Linked DNA regions of Mus musculus: all the other regions are linked to region 1. The links are chromatin contacts, called in public HiChIP or PLAC-seq and promoter capture Hi-C maps. All regions are on one chromosome and are shown on one strand. Each heading gives the region's core, a stretch centred on a gene start, on an enhancer-like site or on the middle of the called end of the contact. The rest is flanking DNA. Distances are from core to core; before and after follow the strand shown.

Region 1 (3,152 bases), core at 368-2,867:
AGGAATGCTTTCAATTTGTAAAACGACAAGGGGAAAAAAAAAATCAACTGAGGCATAGAAATCCCTAGTTCCCTAACTGCCTCTGCTTTCCTGATGATCCCACACAGTACAACCCAAGTTTGAGGGGGAGGGGTCCTGACAAAAGTAACATAATACCAGAAGTCATTAGGAATCTGTTAAATTAGTGTAATTTAACTGGAATCTTTTTAACTATTAAGTATATACACTTTGTTAATGTTAAATCTCAAGGAATCTGTAACTACCTCTCAAACACAAAGGTACCTTTGATAATTTATTACAATGAAATGGTCACATGTATCTGGGATTTCAAATCCTTCCCTTTAAAACTGCCATTAAACATCATGATTTTATGCAAAATTGTTCTTTAAAACCCCCGACGACGCAGACACACACAATATACCACGATCTAAATCGCGCCCCTCTTTCTCGAACACCCTTTTAAAAAGATTGAACACCTTCAAGATGCTCCTCACCACCCCACCCCCGTCTTCAGACCCTAAAAGAAAGAAAAGCGAGTGGAGTTCCGAATGAAGAAACGAGAGAGAATAAAGGAGAATAAAACGAGAGACCCTCTTGCATTCTCTATCTCTGGAGAATTTTAGTGATCGAGTAAACATACTGAGACGGTAGCCCAAAGTGGAGCCAAGGGCTTCTTACAATACAGCCAACCTGATGATGAATGACTACTTCCATTATATTTCATTATTCTTGAAAATGCCATCTCCGTTGCCTCCCCAATCCCAAGAGCCCGACACCACCAGGGCAAAAATCTGTCCCCATCCAAAGCGCCAAAGAGTTGCCAAGTAATCCTTTCAAGGTGCCCCCCCCCACGCCCCAGCCTCCTCACCTCGTCAGCGCTCAGCTCCTCCATCGCTTTCCTCTTAATGGTGAAAGGCGTTAGAGAGATCCTTCAGTTCTTGAGACCAGGGCGGGAGCAAAGGAAGAGTGGAAGGTATCTATCGGGCTGTCTGGTCCCCCAATGGGGGAGGTTTCAGAATTGCATAGTCAGAGGTTAAAAACTAAGAACACGAGGCACTGAATCGCCTTGGCTTCGGCCGCTCGCACCGCCGCAGCCTCCTCCAGCAGCAAGCGCCCAGAGCTGCCGCCTCTGGCCACGGCCACCGCTATGGGGTCCTCTCCAGGCGCCACTGACTCCCCTCAGCTTCCCAGGTTACCCAGGGCGGGCGGCGCGGTCTCCAGCTCGGCTCGTGCCCGCTGCGCGCCGTGTCTTCGTGGCGGTGACGCGGCAGCTGCGTTTTTTTCTCCCGCAGACCCTGCTCCGGGTCCCACCCCTGGGCCCAGGCGGGAACAGCTCCACTGCACACTGGATGCCCCCGAGGCGCGGCGACCCTACAGCAGCCCAGGCAGAGCCCAGCACCGGACCGGGAAGCCCCTCCCCTCTAAAAGCAGGCCAGGCTCGCCCCGCCTCCACGCGAGAACCCCGGTGGGGGGCAGGGGAGGGACGGGACTGGCGAAGCCCTCGCTGGAAGCGTAAATCCTCCTACCCCTCCAACCCTACTCTTACCCCCTCGCCCCACCAAGAATTATTCATCAAAACAACAGGGCGGCCATCTTTGAAAGGGGTCACGTGACCCTCGCCGGGGAGGCGGGGCTTCTCGCTCTGGGATTCGCCAGCCAATAAGCAGCGGGCGTCGCGCCGCCGATTTCCTCTTCGCTTGCATCCTGTCCCCGCCCCCTGCCCCACCCCCTCTTCCCTGAGCGGCGCCAGGCGGGGGGAGGGGCGAGAGGGGCTGCTAAGAGGAGACGAGGAGGAGGCGGGGCGGACAGTCACCATGGAGACTGAGCGGAGGCGAGGGGCGCGGTGGGCGGGGCCCAGGTAGAATTGCTGAGGGCAGGATGTGCCAATCCGAATATGGCCCTTCCACGGGCTCTCCCCTGCGCCTTGGGTTTCTGCGGTGCTAGTTTGTTCCCATGTGGATCCTGCTGTGGAGTGACTTGGAAATCCTCCAGGATGCTGCAAGCCGGCTACAGACATTAGAAGAACTGAGGAATCGGAAACACATTTGCTTTCTGCAGGGAGCATTTAGCACCATCCTGCAAATACCTTGTCCCACTCTTTTCCTCCCCCAGGAAAACCCATGGAAGAAAACTAACAGGATCTTAATTTTATTTTACCTTGTTCTTTTAGAGAGGTGCTCTGCTTTAAGGGTGTAGAGACTCAAATTATTGAGAAATGTATTGAACAATGACTTAGTAACTAACCCTTTGTAATGCCAGCTCGGCCGGACAACAAAAACTTACTTTACAATCAATGTATAAATACAAATTGAAAAATCTAACAGAACCGTGAAAATCCAGATTTTGCCACAAAGTATATATCGTATGGCTTACAAAAGCCATAATCATCTCGTTCTTAATTGTTCTTGAGACAGAATCTTGCTATGTATTTCAGATAGCCCCAAATTTGAAATCCTGCCTGAACGCTGGGGTATGCACCACCATCACAGATTACCCAACTATAACATTAATGTATGTATATGTGTATACATGTATGTATTTGAAACAGGGTCTCGCTGGCCTGGAACTCACAGAGATCTGCCTGCCTCTGCCTCCCAAGTGCTAGGGTTCATTACCGGCTACTCTTAGCTGAACTATAATCTTAAACATTCCACTCCTGTTTAAAAGAGTTACAGTTGATCTTATCCAAGGGGACAAGAAGTGACTAAAATAGTTACAATTTGTTTGCTACATGCTAAAAATGGGAACATGACTATTAGATATGCAAAGAGTCTGTGAGTAAAATTAAATCGCTGCAGGCTTTTCAGGACTGCATTCTACTTTCCAGGAAATGAATTCTGTGTAAGCCATTTTGCACCCCTAGTTACACTGATGTCAATTACATTGTTTTTCTGAAAACATGATAATTGCCATGTAGCCTCAGATTAAATCACACAAGTAAAGTATACAATGGCTTTAGGGTAGTGAGAGTTCTTTAACATCATTGCTCTTTAATTTCAGAACATTTTAATCACCCACCCAGCCATCCAACACACTATAACCATTCCTCCTCATCCTGCCATTACTTCCGATAGCCGATCTGTCCTCTGGCTCCCCGGACTTACCTACTCTGCACATTTCACATCAAATAAATTGAACATTTGGTAACTACT
Region 2 (3,152 bases), core at 340-2,839, 690 kb after region 1:
ATTTTTTTTTAGACATGGTCTTGCATAGCCCACACTGTCTATCCAAGTATGGCCTAGATCTTCTGATAGCCTGCCTCCACCTCCCTAGTGCTGGGATCGTAGGCTGTGCCACCACACTGAGCAATACTCTTCTTCTGGACTGTGTACTGACAAAGTTTCTGTGTTGTGTTACTAATCGTGGTTTTGGAATTGGGATCTGAGACCTAGACCTTCATCCCAGAATTTTTGGCAAAGTTATTTCCCTACTTAGAGGCAATTTAAGGGCTGGAGAGAGGGCTCAGCAGTTAAGAACTCTTGTTCTTCTTGCAAAGGAGCCAGGTTTGGTTCCCAGCACCCACATGGTGGCTCAGAACCATACATGTAAGTCCACTTCAAGGGGATCTATCATCCTCTTGCGACCTAAGCAGGCACCAGTTTCCACATGCAGTACACACATACATGAAGGCAAAACACTCACGTAAAATGACATAGATATTTTAAAATATTTTAGAAGCAACTTAATATAAAAGATCTGAGAGGCTGCTTGGTGGGCTCGGCCTGTCTCACATCCTTCCCCACTGTGGATCAAATGACTTCCCCAAGAGAAAGGTATGGAAGAAGGCCCTCTAGAGTCCAGCCCGGAGAACTGCACCTGGCCACTCCCTTTTCTCTTTAAGACAATCCCTTGGCTCTTATCAGAGATGGCTGCTAAACCCAGGTCAAATTCCTGGAAATATTAGTAATTCGTCACATGTATTCTTTCCACCCGCCTCATTCTGTGCTCTTTAACTCACCAAAATGTCCGTGGGTTTATTAGTGCTTATTAAAGGCCTTTTTAAAGGTCCCATTGAACCAGAGGCTCAGACCTGTAACCCTAACATTTGGGAATCCGAGACCAGGCTCTCTCAGGTTCAAGACCTACCTGGACTATACAGTGAATTCCACAACACCCTGGACTACATAATGGAACTCAGTCTCAAAACACAAACAAACAAACAAACAAACAAACAAAAGCATAAAAATGAATCCCAAAGCTTAGATACAGCGGTGGATTTCCTGCCGCATTCAGAAGCCACAGAAGCAAGGGCGAGATGGCCAGGGAAGGCTCAGCAGGCCGGATCCATCTGGGAGGTCTGAAAACCAAGAGGATCCATCCACACACTTTCAAACCAGATGCACCCAGGGTACTGTGTTCCTAAGAGTGCCCACTGCCCACCTTCCAGCCCTCCACCCTGTTGGCCGTGGCTTGGCTGGGTCCTGAAATTGCGGACAGGTTCTTCAGGGGACACAGAAGACATGTCTATAGAATGACCTTCTCTTCTCTCTTGGAGAAGAGAGCCCTGGGGATGGATGTCCTTGGGGCAGACTGCAGTTGCCAGCCCAGAGGACCAGACAGAATCGCCAGCTCCCTCCAGGGGACACAGGGACGCATGCAGCTCCGCCCCCTCCCCCGCCCCCGCCCCCTACCCGCTCCTGCCCCTCCGCACCCCTCCCCGGCTCACCTCAACCGCAAGTGCTCTTGGGACTGAGGATGAGCGTTGGTCGCGCTGAACTGCGACTGCGCAGAAACCAGACTCCCACTCCGAATACTTCTCTCAGGGTCTGACCACAGACCTGCACCCACCCACCCACCTACCCTGTTGAGAAAGTTGAGGCAGGGATTGAACCCTCAGCTTTCAGATCTCATTTTACAGTAAAACAGGCAGAGAGAAGATTAATAGTTGGGGGCCAAGAAGCTGGCCTCTGTTCCCTACGCTCCCAAGATTGTAAACTCGGCTCGTTATTTCTGTACCCCACCTCTCACTCCCGCCCCCGAAGTAAGTGACACCACCTACAATTTACGTGCATTTTCTTTGGAAGGTTTTGTTTTTCTTCAAACTATTTGAAATACATGAATCTCTCTGGCCCCGTCACGCCTTAGTTGAAGAGCCACCGTGTTGGAGTGGGAAGAAAACAAGGAAGTTTTCCTGGAAGGAGACGCCCCCACTGTCCATTGCTACCCGAGCGGATCTACACTTCTGGATGCAGAGTGGGCTCCTGATAAACGGCTGAAGGGTGAAGGACAAGAAGAAAGACATCTGCTGACTGAACTCGAGCAACAGCTAATAAATCAAAGGAGCATGTCTAACAAGGATGAAAATCTGCGGGCCTGGTGGGACTTTGCTCAGGTTTTGGCTGCCTGGCCTGGTCAGTCCGGTAGCAGTTGAACACGTGCTGAGCGCCGGAGCCCGTGGTGACCAGCTTGTGGGCAGATTGCTGGACTCACACCAGCCTCTGGGGACTTAGCCTGCCCTGCAAAGGAAGAGTACAAGAAGGTATTTGCTACTTTCCCAGTACTGAAAAGTGTATCTCTCCGGGCCGCTCGGGGTTCCTTAAAAAGACAAAATAAAGTTTTCTCCTCAAACAGCGTTACCTAAGGCCAGGGTAGATAGCTCAGCCCTAGAGCACAGGCAATCCGTACTCGGTCTCCAGCACCAATAATAATAGTGATAGTAACGATAATAACAGTTTCATCATGGTTGCTTGAGCAAGAACTGACTCTCCACTAGGGACACTTGGCAGTAGAAGGTGTGGTGGGAAACACTAGGCTAAGCCTTTACAGCCCCATATGTTAGCCCATTATCTAATGTGGCATAGGGCTGGTGACAGCTGTTGCTGTCCATGTGTTCCAGACAGAAATACACTTTCTAGTCATTTTTCAAGGCCGTGCCTGGTGAAGACTTGAGCAGTGGAGGCTGTTTCCCCTGGGTACCTCGCTGAGTCCACAGTTTCAGGGGACCCACTGGCTTAGCCAAACTCTACATGTTTAACTTAAAAGCAGAAGTGAAAGGCAGGGCAAACGCTGCCGGTGCCTGAAAGGGTTATTCTGACTTAGACTAGCAATAAAAATGCAATTGGCTGAGAGTTGGCACGGCCAAAGTGCAGCCTAAATATCTTCCCTCCCGAACAGCACAGCTGGCACTTTGAGGAGGTGAGCCGCAGGCTGCACTTGCAGAGCAACGATGGAGGAAAAACATCAAGAGGAGACAGGGGTGAGTATGTGGCTGGCAGCGGTCAGAGGAGGGGGGTGGGGCGGGGGCGGGGGTGGGTGTCGACTGCTCAGCTTCTTGCTCAGGTATTGCAGAACCTGCCCTGGGCGGCGGGATGCGCTTGTCTGGAAGAGGGCAGTTTGC
Region 3 (3,152 bases), core at 213-2,712, 660 kb after region 1:
TGTGTGTGTGCCCCCATACTAACTTATGTGCTTGCGAGTACCTTGCCCTTAGAGAGCAGGCCATGGGATGCACTGCAGCTGGAGTCATAAGTGGTTGTGGGCCATCGAATATGCAAGCTGGATCTTGCACAAGTATCTCCATCCCTAAGAAATACAAAATGTTCAAACAAGAAAAAAAAAAAAAACCTCTGTAAACTGGGAACTATGCTTCCTTACTTTTTTCTTTTCATGTAACATATTTAAAATTACATTTTTTTAAATTTATGGGTATGGGGGTACGCCAGCCACAGGTGTGGAGGTCAGATGTGGAGGTCAGATGACAATTTACCCCACCAAGTGCGTCCTGAGAATCAAATTCAGACTGTCAGTGTTATTCTGCCCTGGCAATTACTCAAGGCCATCTCATAGGCACTAATGTTTCATTCCTTAACATCGCACCTGGCGCTGGAGAGATGGCTCAGCGGTTAAGAGCACTTGCTGCTCTTCCAGAGGATCAGATTCGAATCCAGCCCCCACATGGTGCAGGGGGTGGGGAGTCTGACGCACTTTTCTAGCCTCTGTGGGCACTGCATACACATGGTACAGGTACATCCGTGCAGACAAAATATCCACGCACGTAAAATGATAAAATGTATTTTTAAAATAGCACTAATAAGGTATATAGAATAAACAAGGAACTAAAAGTATATATATATTTCAGTAGGTGAGCACTTCATTGGGATGTGTAAGGTCCTGAGTTGTACACCCAGCCCCACAAAAACACAATACTTTCATTGTAACAAAAGTTAGAAACTTCCCCAAATCACCACCACAGATCTTGTGAAGATTTCGAGTACCCAAGCTTCAGGAATGTAGGCCATGCTCTGGACCTGTTTTTGCCACCATCGGAAAGAATGTTTCCAGCAACCACCCCTCCCCTCCCCAACACACACGTAAGCAGGCTGATCAGGGGAAAGTAACATTAGCCTTAAAAATGCCATTCTCCCCTCCCCGCCTCCCCCCAACCCCCAGAACAGGATGTCCTGGCCATTTGCTAACCTCCTAGAGTGGCTCTGAGAGGCAGAAGGCAACGATTGGGACAGGACTGGGAGGTACTAGGTAAGAGGGAAGCGTAGAGGCGCAGAGGCGTGGGGAAACGCGGAGAAGCGATTGAGCTTGAGGCTGAAAGAGCATCAGGGCGGAGCAATGCGCAAGTGGGGGGCATGGGAGGAGCTTGAAGGAGGCTGGGCGGGGCTCTGGGGCTACAGGGCGGGACATGGAGAGCTCAGGGGCGGAGCGCTGGAGCTTCAGATTCGGATGTGTTACTGCGCAGGGGCGGGGTGCAGGGGCGGGACGCGAGGAGAGCGCGCAGGGTTACAGAGTCGGGGTGTGGAGAGCTCATGAAGGGGCTACCAGCTTGGAGACAGCAGGGGCGGGGACTCGGGACGAGATTAGAGTGCTCAGGGGCGGGCGTGGAGTGCTCAAGGGAGGGACCTGGAGGACTCAGGGTAGGATTGTAGAGCTCAGGGACAGGGAGTGGAGGGCGCCGCGGTGAGACCGCTGTTGTGTAGTTGTTAGACTGGGCGGGGCTGGGACGCAGGCGGGACCCGTGGGGACGCGAGCCCGGGCGCCAAATGCCCAGACAGAGGCGACCGCGGGCTCGGCTTGGCCACGACCTCTCGGCACCCTTAGGCCTGTGCACCCTGGCTGTCTGCCCTTGGTCCCCAACCCACCATGCCCTCACCCGCGCCTCCCACCGAGCTGCTGCCGTGGGAGCGCGCGGTGGTGCTGCTGTCGTGTGCGCTGTCAGCTCTGGGCTCGGGCCTCCTGGTGGCCACGCACGCCCTGTGGCCTGACCTGCGTAGCCGGGCGCGGCGCCTGCTACTCTTCCTGTCGCTAGCGGACCTGCTCTCGGCTGCCTCGTACTTCTACGGAGTGCTGCAGGACTTTGCGGGCACTTCGTGGGATTGCGTCCTTCAGGGCGCTCTCTCTACTTTCGCCAACACCAGCTCCTTCTTCTGGACGGTGGCCATCGCCCTCTACCTATACCTCAGCATCGTCCGAACTACGCGCGGGCCCTCCACGGACCACCTAATCTGGGCTTTTCACCTCATCAGGTGAGTAGGAGACCCGGCTTTGCCTCCAGGCCCCAGACCCAGGCTTATGGGTCCCGGGCCTTGCGTGCTGTGCTGTGGCATTCGTGCTTTCCCTATCTAGGTGTCAAGGTGGTGTGTCCTACTGGCAGTCACATGCATCCCCGAACCATGGAAGGGTGCCCAACTTGCCCAAAAAGTTGGAGCCAAACCTGTCTGAGCGTCTCTGAAGAGGGTGGTCTCTGTATCTGCCCCAGCCAGAATCTCCCAGCAAGGTGTGGGTGGGTGCAGAACTTGCCCATAGGAAGAGGTCTGCCATTTAGAAAGGAATTGGAGACAGTCTGTGCCCTTTGCCTCCTACTTCACCGCGATCTGGCAGTCTCTGCTGCCCATGGAGAGAAGTTCCAGTCTGCAGGCTAGAAGATGAGTTAGGTGGCTGCCCTGGCCTAAAAGCCCACAGCTTCCAATTCTATACCACAGTGGTTGTGGTGCGTCCAGCCACTCTCAGACGATAGTGTGCCAACTGTAAAATGCACAGAGGTATGCTTCTTTAAGCTTTTCACGACATTTATAAACTTCAGGCCCCCATTACCTGCACTTTCTTAGACGCTTTTAAAAAAGATTTATTCATTTTATTTTATGTGTGTGAACTGACTGCATGTATGTATGTGTATGTGTCACGTGTATGTGTACTTGGCGCCCTCGTAGGTCAGACGAGGGTATCGGATCCCCTGGAACTGGAGTTACAAATGGTTGTGAACCATCATGTGGGTGCCGGGAATTGAACCAAGGTCCTCTACAAGAGCAAGAAGTGCTCTTAATCACTTCTCTTAACCATGCTCTCAACCATCTCTCCAGGTCACTCGATGTGGTCTTGATTGTCGAGAACTCAGGTCAGGGTCAGGCTGTCAGCCACCTGGAGTCCCTGAGAGTGGGGAAGCCCAAGGCCCTGCACTATGCTGGTCCACTCTTCTTTCACGCTTGTCAGCAAGAAAGCTGTGCCCAGAGGCCAGCCTTCCCTCCTGTCGTTTCAGTTTGAAATTCTCGGCAGTCTGCGCAGAATTTGAGGCAGGAAGCCTA
Region 4 (3,152 bases), core at 463-2,962, 580 kb after region 1:
GCTGGAGGAGAGAGAGGACAGAGACATCAACACAGACACAGGAAAAGTACCCTTAGCCACACGCTCTTGCCCTCATTCTAAACAACCACGCAGCCTTGAACAAGGCATTTAACCTGCCAAGGTCTCTGCCTCCTCCCCTGGGTAATGGACTAAGGGTGCTCAGGTTGTCTTCTGGCCCCTGGTCCCACACATTTCAAGGGAGACCCCCACCCTACTATCAAGGAGATGCCACCACCTATCCATATAAGCACGGAAGTGCTAGAGGGGACACAGACCACAGTAGTGGCGTCATGGGGCTAAATACAGAGGCAAGGTTACACCCTGATCCCCAGAGTGAGACCAGGACAGCCAGGGATACAGAGAGAAATCCTGTCTGGAAAACCAAAACAACAGCTACAACAACAACAGAAGAGGGTGGAAGACAGTTTCCTGTATAACAAATTTTATTCATACCAACAGCTGGAACAGGACATGGTAACCCAAGCCCACAGTCTCAGTCTTTAGGAGTCAGGAGGATTGTGAGTTCAAGGTTAGCCTGGGCTACTTAGCAACCCCATGTCAAAAGAAAGAAAAGCAGAAGGGGTGGGGAGTAGGGTGGAGGCTGGAGAGATGACTCGGCACTTTAGAGGACCCAGTCCCAGCAGCCACACGGTGGCTCGGAACCATCCCTAACGGCAGTTCCAGGGGACCCTACACTAAGTATACACATGGTGCGCGTACAGACATGGGGACACACGAGATAAAACAGGCGGTGGGAGTCAGCAAGCAGGAGGGCACGCGGGCTTGCTCTGGGCAAGAATGCATTACTCTGACAGGCCGTCCTGGGAGAGACTCGCCCTTTAGACAGAGGCCCTGCTAACATTCCAGAAGGGGAAAGACTGATCTGGCCAGCCATGGTGAACAGGGGCAGAGTCCAGCTCCATCTTCCTGTCACCCTCACTGGAAAGAGGCACATGGCCAGCCATCCCAAAGCTGTCCCTGCCCAGTCCAGCAGCACCAAGAGGCAGGGCTGGTGCGGGCTAGTTACAGTCTCTATGCCCACAGACATGGGTGGGAGGGTGAGTGAGAGAGATCAGGAGCCACTACCTACCTCCCCTTCCCTACTCTACCCCCTCAGATACCATTGACAAAGCTGCTTCCCATGGATGGGGCAAGAAGAGGGGTGCCTCTAATCACAGCCCCAGAATCTGGACTTTTAAAAAGAAATTGGGGGGCTGGAGAGATGGCTCTGTGGTTAAGAGCACTGGCTGCTCTTCCAGAGGACCCGGGGTTCAATTCTGAGCATCCACACGGCAGTTCACAACTGTCTGTAACTCCAGTTCCAGGGGATCGGACACCCTCACACAGACACATATGCAGGCAAAACACCAATGCACAAAAAATAAAAATAAATACTAATTTTAAAAGGATTGGAAAAGAAACAAGAATTCAGATGAAAGAACATTTAGAAAATCATCCTTATCAGCCAAGCGTCCCCTCCAGTTCCGGGGCTCCGACGCCAAACTTACCAGTGCAGGCAAAGAACACAACCTGGTGTCAGTCAACCCTGGTCTGCATTTGGTCCCCTCATGGCCAATCTGGGGACCAGCACTTCCAGATGAAGCTCTCCTCTAAGTCCAAAGAGCCCTTTCTCCGGCCTCCTCTAAAGATAACTGGGAGCCCGGAGGAGCACTCAAAGCCCCTTTGAACCTTTTTGCAATGTTTTGATTGCAAAATTTCCGGTATTTTTCCCAGCTGGTTGTTAAACACAGCCATTAATAAAGTGAAATTACATAAATGAATAACCAACCAAATTCCATTAAGAACAAAGGTCAATAGACACTCAAAACTTATGTTTCCTGATCACGGGATCACTTTTTGCTGTCATGTATGCTCTTGATAATGGCTCATTAGGGGGACATCTATAACCCAGATATTGGCAAAGATCATAAATCAAGTTCCCCGGCCCCACCTCCCACATAGCAGCTGCTCAGCACTGGCCAGCCAGTTGCTATCGTGTGGCCAAACCGGTATTTCCTGGCTGCACTTTCCCACCTCACTCCAGAGTGGTCAATCAACTCATACTCAGATCAGAGCTCTGATCACATTAGTTGAATGCTGACTGGGTTTAGGCACATCTAAATCCAACTGGTTTATTAACCACAATTTAAATTACTCCCTCCTTGCCCTCCCCACATCTCCCCTCCCTGTCTCCCCTTCCCTTCAGGTTTGTGGTTCTTTGTTTTTGAGACAAGGCATCTCTATGTAGCCCAGGCTGGCCTCAGGCCTGGTATGCTCCAGCCCTGTCCTCCTTGGCACTGGGATTTCTGGCATGGCCTACCACATCTCTCAACTTGCTTCAAATGCTGTCTCCACCAGTCCCAGTAAACACAACATACTCAGATCATAAACCTTAGCGGTGTCTGGTCTGTTGGCAGATACAGGTGTCCACCTTCAAACCCTATTTGGGGGCAGCTCGGGTGTCTGCCACCAATCCTGATGACCTGAGTTCCCGCCACAGGAACCGCAGGGTAGAAGATGAGATCCAGCTGCACAGCCTGTCCTCTGAGCTCCACATGTGCACACACACACACACACACACACACACACACACACACGTACACACACACACACACACACACACACACACACGTGCACACAAACACAACAAAGCTCACACAGGTTTGGAGCACAGTGTCTCTCACTGCCTCTGTCTGTCCTGCCATCTCCTCTGTCTGGATTACTGCAGAACGCCCCCCCCCCCCCATAGCTTCCTATGGCCCCTGCAGAGCTGAGCCTAGCACAGGGGCCAGAGTGACCCTCACTGTTGGTAAGAAAGAGTCTACACAATCTAGCATCTTACCATCATCTCTTTGACCTCCTGTACTATTCTGGCCATCCTCCTGCCTCGGGGCCTTTGTTCTGGCTCTTCTCTCTGAGCTGCGTTCCCCCACAGGTACTCACATGGCACCTTAGCTCACCAGCTTCAGCAAGACCGCTTGCTCAGTCTGGCTTTCTCAGACCACTCCACAAAATACTAGAACTTCCACTTCCACCTCATGCCTCCTCCCTATTCTATTTCCCTCAGTAGTCCTTTCTTTCCTTCCTTCCTTCCTTCCTTCCTTCCTTCCTTCCTTCCTTCCTTCCTTCCTTCCTCCCTCCCTCCCTCCCTT
Region 5 (3,152 bases), core at 351-2,850, 530 kb after region 1:
ACTCTCTCCTAGAGTCTAACAATTAGGAAGAAAGCCAACTCCCTCCAGGCCATCCTACCTCAGCGTGTGTGTGTGTGTGTGTGTGTGTGTGTGTGTGTGTGTGTGTGTGTGTGTGTGAGTGTGTGTGTGTATGTGTGTGTGTGTGTGTGTGTACCCACATACACACACACACACACACATACACACACACACTCGTCGGCGATCCTAAACCTTCAAGGACACCAAGCCTTCATCATGGGGGCTGGCGCTCTTACCATAAACACCTGTTAAAACTCAGCTCATGAGCAGTTTCTGATGTTACTAACTAAAGTGTTTAATTAACTATTACTCACTCAGGAAGCAGCTTCTGCCAGCTCACCACCACACTGTACAGCTTGAGTTCAGAGAAAAAGAGAGAGGAGCCTGAGCCCCGCTCAGCTGGCAGGAGCTTCCCTGGAAAGGTGCCAGCCAGCACTCCAGCAATACCCCACTTACCAAAACCAACCAAGCAAGGGGAGTTATACTCCACAACCTTCCAGAGCCAATGGCCAGCCCCACTACTGTTCACAGACAGGCAAGAACATTTAGGAAACACACATATTCACAACGATACACAACAACAGACACGAACAGAAACTCACAAGGTCACACTCTCATTCGCAAAAGCACACACAACTTCCTGGCTGGCAAACATCTTCACAGGCACCATTTGTGAACATTCAGTCTTTGCCATGGCACATCCTTAAACTTGGAGATTAGCAAGTCCTCGCACACTCGTCAGGCGCGGGACAACTCATCCTCTGCTCTACCATCCGATTCAGGCTGCTCTTGTTTCTCTGTTTCCATCGATTTCCTGACATAACCTCGGTTGCCCGGAGAAGCATCGGCGGCTCCGGGGTGGCTGGCGCCGCGCGCAGTGTCACCAGGCAGTCTCCCAGAGAGAGGCGCTACGGGGGCCGGATCGGGAAGGGGGACTAGGGCCGCTACAAATCAGAGCCCGGACTGGCGGGAAAAGCGAAACTAACTTAACTCAGCAGGGTCGCGATGCATGGGGCAGAAGGGGTCCCCTCGACTTTGGCGATGGGAGTCCCCCTCAACAATCAGAACCCTAAGGCGCCCTGGGACTAAGGAGAGCCCCAGGCCTCTTTCTCGGTTTGCAGCCTAGGCTCATCTTAGGGAGCGACTGTCCCCGCTCCACTGAGGTCCCCACCCAATGCCGCCCCCGCAGGTGGGACCCCAGAGCCTCCGCAGCAGAAGCGGCAGCGCACTGGGCGGCGCCCGGCCCCTCTCCGGGGACCCAAGATCGATCATGGCTCCACGCCGGGTGCCCACCCTATGCCCACGCTCTGCCCCGCGCCCACCCTCTCAGTTCTCTCAGCGTGGTGGTCCCCGTGTCTCCCCCATCCCCGGATCCCAGAGCCCGAACGCGCGCCCACCCAACCGGTCTTCGGTGTCCCATGCCGCCTACCGCGCACAGAGAGGCCGCAGCTCTTGGAGCTCCGGAGGCTCGCGGTGCCCAGGGCCGCGCCCGCTGCAGAGAGCGAAGTCGCTTCCTCCCCGTGGCCCCGGCGCCAGCGCCTGGAGCTGGTTCCTGCAGCAAGCGCGCGGGCCGCTCGAGCGCGACTCCTGCGCTGAGAAGAAAAAGCCACCGACAGCTCTAAGGTGGGAGGGCGGAGAAAAAAGAAGGACGCGCCGTGGGCGGGGCTTGTACGCTCCACCCCGCCTCCATTTGCCCTGCCACGCCCCATGTCACGCTCCTTCACCACGCCCCGCCTCAGGTCACGCCCTTTTTATCGCAACCCTCCCTTCTGCCTGGCGCTCCTCACAGCCCTCCCCTCCGCACTTTCCCGCTTAGCCCCGCCCTACACCACGCCCCTTCTCCTGCCACGCCCCTCTACTTTCCGACCCAGCGCTGGGTTTCCTAGCGTTGAGCGGCGCTGGTCGCCCGAGAGCCCGGAGCGCGCAGGGCTCTGAGGCAGGGCAGGCTTGGGGCTTTGCGAACTCTGTAGCCCCCGATACCACCTTCTTGCAGAAGGGCTGTAGGCTCAGACATACATCGCTCTGCCTTGGCCTCTGCAGCAAGAGCTTTGATTCCTCTGGAGAAGTTTTTAGGAAAGGCTGGACCTAAGGCCAGGATCATAATAACAGAAAACCTGCGCGGGGGCTGCGGTGGTGTCCAGCACTGTATTGAGGAGCTGAGGTTCATTCTTTAGGGAAAAAATGTTTGGCAGGGTGAGGTTATAGCAGTAATCACAGGAGCAAGATCTTGCTTAACTCGTTTGAAACTCCGGGTTAAGGTTCTGTAATGCTGTCGTGCAAAGGAACTGTCTATGAGTCCATGTGTAATCCGGCTGCTCTATACTTACTGTTTCCGCGCTCATGGAGACAGACAGGCAACTCAGAACTTCAAGACCCCGAGGTCCTGGTCGCATAGGCGTCCACAGTACCTAGACAATGAGTTTAGGATGGCACAAGCGACAGGGACTTCACATTAAAAGTACACCGTTAGAAGCTCTAGTCTGAAAGGGATTTTCCTTTCCCGTCATTACAGAAGAGAGTAGTCACAGGTGACTGAGGGAATTTTCACTCCCATCTTCGCGATATCCCCTTAAGATCTTCCCACTCCTCACCCATACGTGGGGAGGGATGCTAGAGAAGTTGCTATAAATACTGTGGCCGCTGAAGTTATTTAATCACTCACTGTAAAGACCCGAAGGGCCGGAGGCTACTGTGTAGATTCCAACCACCTCACTGTTGCCAATTTTGTTTGAAAACACAGAAGCTTCCAGACTGCTATGGACAAGGTGGGTCTGCGTGGGGAAAGCGGCCTCTCCGGGGCGCTATTGGCTCTTCGAGCAGGCAGCCTTGCCGGTGACTCAGGGGGGTGACTCCCTCCTGTTGGACTCTTCAAAGTCTGGGAATTTGAAGCATTCCCTGTGAGCACGGCAGCCACTGACCCATATAGCTTGGAAAGAGAGCATGTTCCATATGTTGAGCGAGAAGTACGTGTCCCTTATCAGGTGTGGTCGGTCACCTCACAGGGCAGGTACTGCAGCACTACACCTGGGACTATGTACTCTCTTCTAAGACTTGTCTTTTGCCTGGGGGAAAGCTTCCAGAACAGATGGAAGCTGTTTCAAATGGTTAGAATGGCAGCTGTCGGGGGGGCTGGA

The links. Promoter capture Hi-C pulls out the DNA fragments that hold promoters and counts their contacts. HiChIP or PLAC-seq counts read pairs in DNA pulled down with a chosen protein or histone mark. Capture Hi-C pulls out chosen DNA fragments and counts their contacts.
Region 2: an H3K4me3 HiChIP or PLAC-seq map of embryonic limb bud shows a contact between it and region 1, with 4 times the contacts expected there. The contact joins the promoter of Slc2a5 here to the promoter of Ube4b in region 1. A contact is called at or near these places in 1 of 39 promoter capture datasets (hippocampal neurons) and 1 of 115 datasets of contacts at active chromatin or transcription factors (embryonic limb bud).
Region 3: a contact with region 1 is called in a promoter capture Hi-C map of adipose tissue. The contact joins the promoter of Gpr157 here to the promoter of Ube4b in region 1. A contact is called at or near these places in 1 of 39 promoter capture datasets (pre-B cells), 1 of 115 datasets of contacts at active chromatin or transcription factors (pancreatic cancer cells) and 1 of 9 other capture datasets (adipose tissue).
Region 4: a contact with region 1 is called in a promoter capture Hi-C map of liver, with 2.3 times the contacts expected there. The contact joins the promoter of H6pd here to the promoter of Ube4b in region 1. A contact is called at or near these places in 1 of 484 Hi-C or Micro-C datasets (CD4 T cells), 1 of 115 datasets of contacts at active chromatin or transcription factors (pancreatic cancer cells) and 1 of 9 other capture datasets (liver).
Region 5: a contact with region 1 is called in a promoter capture Hi-C map of pre-B cells, with 2.3 times the contacts expected there. The contact joins the promoter of Spsb1 here to the promoter of Ube4b in region 1. A contact is called at or near these places in 1 of 39 promoter capture datasets (pre-B cells) and 1 of 484 Hi-C or Micro-C datasets (embryonic stem cells).

What each region holds. Positions count from the first base shown.
Region 1 is chr4:149,425,014-149,428,165 of GRCm38.p6, forward strand. It overlaps Ube4b (ubiquitination factor E4B), which reads right to left and starts at 1,618. Exons shown (of 27, transcript NM_022022.3): 1 at 869-1,618. The coding sequence starts at 892.
Region 2 is chr4:150,117,755-150,120,906 of GRCm38.p6, forward strand. It overlaps Slc2a5 (solute carrier family 2 (facilitated glucose transporter), member 5), which reads left to right and starts at 1,590. Exons shown (of 14, transcript NM_019741.3): 1 at 1,590-1,796; 2 at 1,901-2,294; 3 at 2,930-3,011. The coding sequence starts at 2,982.
Region 3 is chr4:150,086,041-150,089,192 of GRCm38.p6, forward strand. It overlaps Gpr157 (G protein-coupled receptor 157), which reads left to right and starts at 1,463. Exons shown (of 4, transcript NM_177366.3): 1 at 1,463-2,096. The coding sequence starts at 1,714.
Region 4 is chr4:150,001,524-150,004,675 of GRCm38.p6, forward strand. H6pd (hexose-6-phosphate dehydrogenase (glucose 1-dehydrogenase)) reads right to left here and starts at 1,713. Exons shown (of 5, transcript NM_001291004.1): 1 at 1,509-1,713.
Region 5 is chr4:149,953,406-149,956,557 of GRCm38.p6, forward strand. It overlaps Spsb1 (splA/ryanodine receptor domain and SOCS box containing 1), which reads right to left and starts at 1,601. Exons shown (of 3, transcript NM_029035.2): 1 at 1,448-1,601.